Regions from separate parts of the Mus musculus genome. Here region 2 is linked to region 1. Evidence: chromatin contacts called from public promoter capture Hi-C data. All regions are on one chromosome and are shown on one strand. Each heading gives the region's core, a stretch centred on a gene start, on an enhancer-like site or on the middle of the called end of the contact. The rest is flanking DNA. Distances are from core to core; before and after follow the strand shown.

Evidence for each region. Promoter capture Hi-C pulls out the DNA fragments that hold promoters and counts their contacts.
Region 2: a promoter capture Hi-C map of hippocampal neurons shows a contact between it and region 1, with 2.2 times the contacts expected there. The contact joins the promoter of Omg here to the promoter of Slc46a1 in region 1. A contact is called at or near these places in 2 of 39 promoter capture datasets (hippocampal neurons and liver).

Annotation. Positions count from the first base shown.
Region 1 is chr11:78,464,305-78,467,255 of GRCm38.p6, forward strand. Slc46a1 (solute carrier family 46, member 1) reads left to right here and starts at 1,397. Exons shown (of 5, transcript NM_026740.2): 1 at 1,397-1,701; 2 at 2,047-2,899. The coding sequence starts at 1,474.
Region 2 is chr11:79,502,518-79,505,468 of GRCm38.p6, forward strand. Omg (oligodendrocyte myelin glycoprotein) reads right to left here and starts at 1,565. Exons shown (of 2, transcript NM_019409.2): 1 at 1,386-1,565; 2 at 1-510. The coding sequence starts at 1,388. The region is part of intron 36 of Nf1 (neurofibromin 1); the gene reads left to right.

The DNA.
Region 1 (2,951 bases), core at 147-2,646:
ATCCTGCTCTTTCTCTCTCCCCACCAATCTAGAAGCTGTGGTGCCTGGTGGGGGGCTTCATCTGTTTGCTTCAGTGTTGTGTTCAGATCTCCACGGCACCAAGTAAGGGCACTCCTTTTTCACAGGCAATAAAACAGAAGCCCAGACAGACAGACAGACAGACAGACAGACAGGAAGTCTGAGCTGCTCAGCAACAGTGCAGATGTCTGTTCTCCAGCTCAGTTCCTACAACAGGGGCACTGAAGAGCACAGGCCCACACCCAGGGGCCTCCAGTCTCAGGCTCCTCTTGTCTCTACTCCACCCTCTAAGAGAACTGCAGAATCAGATCCCAGTCCTTGATGTGACACTAGCTCCAGGAAAGGCTCCTAGGACAGGAACAGGGGCAAGGGACAACCTATTAGTCATTAATGATAGCCAACAGCGATTAGGTCTAATAGCAACAGCATCCAGAAGCCTGAGGCAGGGGAATCTCTATGAGTCTGAGGTTAGCCTGGTCTGAAAGTATGTATATAAAATAATACTTTCAGTGTACCAAATCTCATTGTCATTTTCCAATACTTCCTCTCTCTCTCTCTCTCTCTCTCTCTCTCTCTCTCTTTTCTTTTTTCTTTTGGTTTCTTCGAGACAGGGTTTCTCTGTGTAGCCCTGACTGTCCTGGAACTCACTTTGTAAACCAGGCTGGCCTCGAACTCAGAAATCTGCCTGCTTCTGCCTTCCAATTGCTGGGATTAAAGGCATGCATCACCATGCTCGGCATTCTTTCTTTCTTGGTTTGTTTGTTTGTTTGTTTGTTTTGGACAGAACATCAAGCCTTGGTTAGCCTAGTATTGCTTAGACCAAACTGGCCTCACCTCTGGTGTGCTGGGATTAAAAGCACATGCCACTAGGTCCTGCCTTCACTAAGATTTTCTTCCAAGTGAAGGCAAGGTCAACGGATCAGTGGCAGAGCACAAGTACTCCAGTGTGGCCCACCAGGCTCTGGCTGTTCTTACACAGATGCACATGTGCCGAGAGGCAGATGCCACGCAGCTGGCATATCCAGTCTTGTGCGCTAATCCTGCGTGCCTTTCGACCTTACTTCCACATCTCTGGATTCGGATCATTAAGTGACTAATCTATAAGGTTGCCACGAGATAATATATTCAGAATTCCTGGCCCCAGAACAAAGTTACGTTGTCAATAAATGTTAGTTATTGATATAGTGATTATTCTTTTGAGTGTTCCGACGCCCAGGAAGGAGGGCTGCAGCACGGTAGTATCTTTGCGTTGCCTGAAGTGAGGACACACCACAGGGATTGTTTGGACGACACCCAGCCCAGAGTTCAGCGGACCAAAGCTTTTGAGACTGTCTCACGCTCCGCCCCTCTAGACTTTTAACAGAAGCACCCGAAGCCGGCGCAGGCGCAGACAGCACAGACTGGTCCAGGCCTCCCGCAGCTGGTTCCGAGGTGCTAGCCCCTCCGTGTTTGCGCATGGAGGGGCGCGTGAGCTCCGTGGGCTCGCCCCACAGTTTCCTCAACGCTCCCGTGCTTTTCCGCGGCCCCGTGGAGCCCCTAGTCTTCCTGGCCAACTTTGCCCTGGTTCTGCAGGGACCGCTCACCACACAGTACCTTTGGCACCGGTTCAGCACGGAGCTCGGCTACAATGGCACCCGCCACCGGGAGAACTGTGGGAACCAAAGCGCGGATCCCCTCATGAAGGTAGCAGGGACCAGAGCAGCTGTGAATACGGAGCGCGGCACGGGGCGGGGCCTGTGGAAGACGGGGTCCCCGAGGGGACGGGACACACGTGGCGTGGTGGGCGGGTCAGACCAAAGGGGGCCTGCCCTGGCTGGCTGCCTTGTGCTGGAGGTGTACCTAGAGAAAGCCTGGCTTGGAAAGTTATCTAGTGTAGCGACGGAGGGAATGCTTCTCCAGGGCCTGTTTTTACAAGTTGAAGGAACATTCCAAGAGGCTTAGGGCTCTAAAGCAAGGCTATAGCTCCCAGGATGGTGATGGTAGCTAACCAAAGTGAGGTCCTGCGCACTAGTGATTGTGTCTTTACAGGAAGTGGAGACCCTGACATCTCACTGGACCCTCTACATGAACGTGGGAGGCTTCCTGGTGGGACTCTTCTGGTCCACCCTGCTGGGAGCCTGGAGTGACCGCGTGGGTCGCCGCCCATTGCTGGTGCTGGCCTCTCTTGGTCTGCTGCTCCAGGCCGTGGTGTCCATCTTTGTGGTGCAGCTAGAACTGCACGTCGGGTTCTTCGTGCTTGGCCGAGCTCTTTGTGCCCTTCTGGGAGACTTCAACGGCCTCCTTGCTGCTAGCTTTGCCTCTGTGGCAGATGTTAGCTCTAACCACAGTCGCACCTTCCGGATGGCTCTGCTGGAAGCATGCATTGGTGTGGCCGGGACCCTGGCAAGCCTTCTCGGGGGTCACTGGCTCCGGGCCCAGGGTTATGCCAACCCCTTCTGGCTGGCTTTGGCCCTGCTGATTGTCATGGCTCTATACGCAGCATTTTGTTTTGGTGAGACGGTGAAGGAGCCAAAGTCCACCAGGCTTTTCACGCTCCGCCATCATCGATCCATTGCCCGGCTATATGTGGTTCCAGCCCCAGAAAAGTCCAGGATGCATCTAGCCCTGTACTCTTTGGCCATATTCGTGGTGGTTACTGTGCATTTTGGGGCTCAAGATATCCTGACACTCTATGAGCTGAGCGCACCCCTCTGCTGGGACTCCAAGCTGATTGGCTATGGCTCAGCAGCCCAGCACCTACCCTACCTCACCAGCCTGCTGGGCCTAAGGCTTCTGCAATTCTGCCTGGCTGACACCTGGGTGGCTGAGATTGGCCTGGCTTTCAACATCCTGGGAATGGTGGTCTTTGCGTTTGCTACCATTACACCCCTCATGTTCACAGGTAAAGTGAAAATGGGGCCGTTCACTCATTGCCCCCCAAATGTGGTTCAAGC
Region 2 (2,951 bases), core at 315-2,814, 1.0 Mb after region 1:
TTTGGAAGGCATGTTGGTTGGAACTGTCCAAAGCTTGTTACTGCTGAGGTTAAGAACCTCGAGACTTCTTAGGGTATTTTTAATGAGAACAACCTTTTCCAGCATATTCTTAGAAACATCCAGGTATTTAAGGTTCCACTGATAAGCAGTATCAGATTTGTCAAGAAGTTTAATATTGTTGTTAGCAGCAGACATGTTCCAGAGAGACCGAGGTAACTGAGCAGGCAGACTTTCAAGCCTGTTGTTTGAAATATCCAGGGTTCTCAGATTGGTATATGGGGTTAACTGGTTATGCAGATCAGTAAAGTGGTTATAAGACAGGTTTAAATGTATAATGTTCTCCTGCAGTCCAGGTGGTAATGTAGTCAAGTTTCTGCCTGAACAGTCCACATGCCTGTGCCTCTCTGTGCATGTACACTGGAGAGGACAAATGCATAAGATGCCAGGCGTGAGAAACAGAAGGATGAACAGGCAGGAAGACATTTTCAGTATCTGATATTCCATCAAAGCCTGAAAACAAACAGATACATCCTTCTTTTAATATGCAAATTCACTCTCAGCATCTGCATGGGTCAGTTAGCATTCGGCAAAATTTTCAATAAACCTCCTTGTTGTTGAGTCCTTTTATAATTGTTCCAGTGATTAAACTAACAAAGCTGCCCTTCATTTATAGTCCAAATGCCTAATCCTTCAATTGGGGCTATGTGGTGGGTGGGGGTGGGGGAACTGGGGGGGAGAGAGACAGACAGACAGAAAGGCAGAGAGAGAGAGAGAGAGAGAGAGAGAGAGAGAGAGAGAGAGAGAGAGACTCTCCTACATTTTCTCTTTATTTTTATCCTTTAGTATATTCATCTTATTTATCTTCTCGGAGCCTTTATATGATAGAATGGCACTGTCTGCAAATGAGGAGTTTTATAGGCTTACTTAGGCTGTTACTATTTTTGATAATGTTTTTGATTCAGAAAAAAAATGGCTGTCATGTCTGTTTTTCTTAAATCTCTGCAGTATTATAAGACACAATATGTTTGTAGTTTGAGATGTTAAAACAGATTAAAACAGTTTTTGAAATTTCATCTTCTCATGGATAACTATATCCTGGTAAAAAACGTTTTAATGAACTTGGAAAAATCAAGCCCGATAGCGTACATTTGTAAAATGATTTTTTCCCTTATATTTCAGTACCAATTTTAAAGGAAAAACAATATATGTATTTACAAAGTGAGTGGACATTAAAATGAAAACCTCGGCTATTACTGCAGCAGATTTTGGTGCATGCACTTGTTATTGAATATATTCAATCCTAACATTAGCTTTAAAAAAAAAAAAAGCTAAAGAAAAGGAAAAAATTCAAAATCCGTCTTTTACCAATTTAAACAACTGCTTACCATAATGTCGTCTTCACTATCAGTATCTCATTTTCTCCGGGAAACTTGCAGCTTAAAGGTCGTCTTGTTGTGGGAGTCGGAAGGGTTTCTGGCTGTGGGCTCTGCTTGCCAGCTCAGCTGCATTGTGTTGCTGTGAGCCGAAGCTCTGCAACCACCTGATCAGCACCACATAGGAGGACTGCAGAGCTGTCATTGGTGCTGACTCAAATTTATTGCAAGAGGTGCATACGCAACAAAATGGACTTTTTTTTTTCTTTTTCTTTTTCTTTTTTTTTTTTTTTTTTTTTAATTTACAGCCCAGAGAGTGCCTTACATAGCTTCAGTTCTCTGTCGGGTAGAATACTTCATGCAAATTAGGGCTGGGCTTTACTTCTGTGTATTTCTCTGAGTTTAGGTTGCACATTTAACATTTGCTTGCTGTAATTTTTCTTAAAGCCTCTACATTCTTTCTATGTGTTGAAAAATGTTCTTTGTGAATTGATTTCCAGGATATTCATTGAACTATTTTTAATCTCCGCATTTTTATGTTCTTTTCAAAAACAGTTAAATTGTCTCGTAACCTTTTCATATGTATGTCATGATAGAAATCTTGATTTTTATGTCTTCCTCCATCGTGGCTACTATTATTATATTTAATTAGCTTTTCGAATTTATCAGTCAATTACGTGTTTCATCTTACCTTTTAGGAAGCACAGGAATACTCAATATGATTACTTTGTTTTTGCCTTCCTGATACAAAAGATCGTTTGACTAATGCTGCACACAGGCCAGCTGCGTTGTCGTCACAGTCTCCTTCCCCAGCACATGCACACAGTCCTGCCTTAGTGACAGTGATCAAATAAGAACAAGCCACATGTAAAATAAGGATGCTGGACTATAAAACAACACCAGCCTAAAATACGTTTCACTGTGTCTTCCTGGCTGGCCTGGAACTCACAGAGATCTTCCTACTTCTGTTTCTCACTGCTAGAATTAAAGATGTGCACTACCATAACCAGTAGATACTAGATATTTTGTTTTGTTTCTTCTATTTTAATGTTCTACTTTTAATTACCAGTCAAATGGTAAAATAATTGTTTACATTTTATGTATTTGAGTTAGATGGAGTTGTTTGGTTTTGATTTTGCTATTTTTTTTCTTCCATGAAACTTGTTTTGGATGGTATGGATAGAGTATTGCTTTCTCCAGAGGTATTGTTGGGTCTGAACAAAAGATAATTTTATTTTTATGAATAGCAGTATCAAAGCTGGAGTGGCAACACACACCTTTAATCCTAGCATTCAGCAGGTGGAAGTAAGAAGGCCAGGAATTGAAGCCCAGCTTTGACTACACAGCAAGCTCAAGGCCAGCCTAGAATAGATGAGACCCTGTCTGAAAATATAAAATAAAATGCTGGCCATGGCGGTGCTCAGCTTTAGTCCCAGCACTCAGGTGACAGAAGCAGGGAAATCTCTACACATCCGAGGCCAGCCTGGTCTACAGCGAGTCCAAGACAGCCAGGGCTACATGGAGAAATGCTACCTCAAAAAACCAAAATAAACAAAATAAATAAAAACTATTACTTTC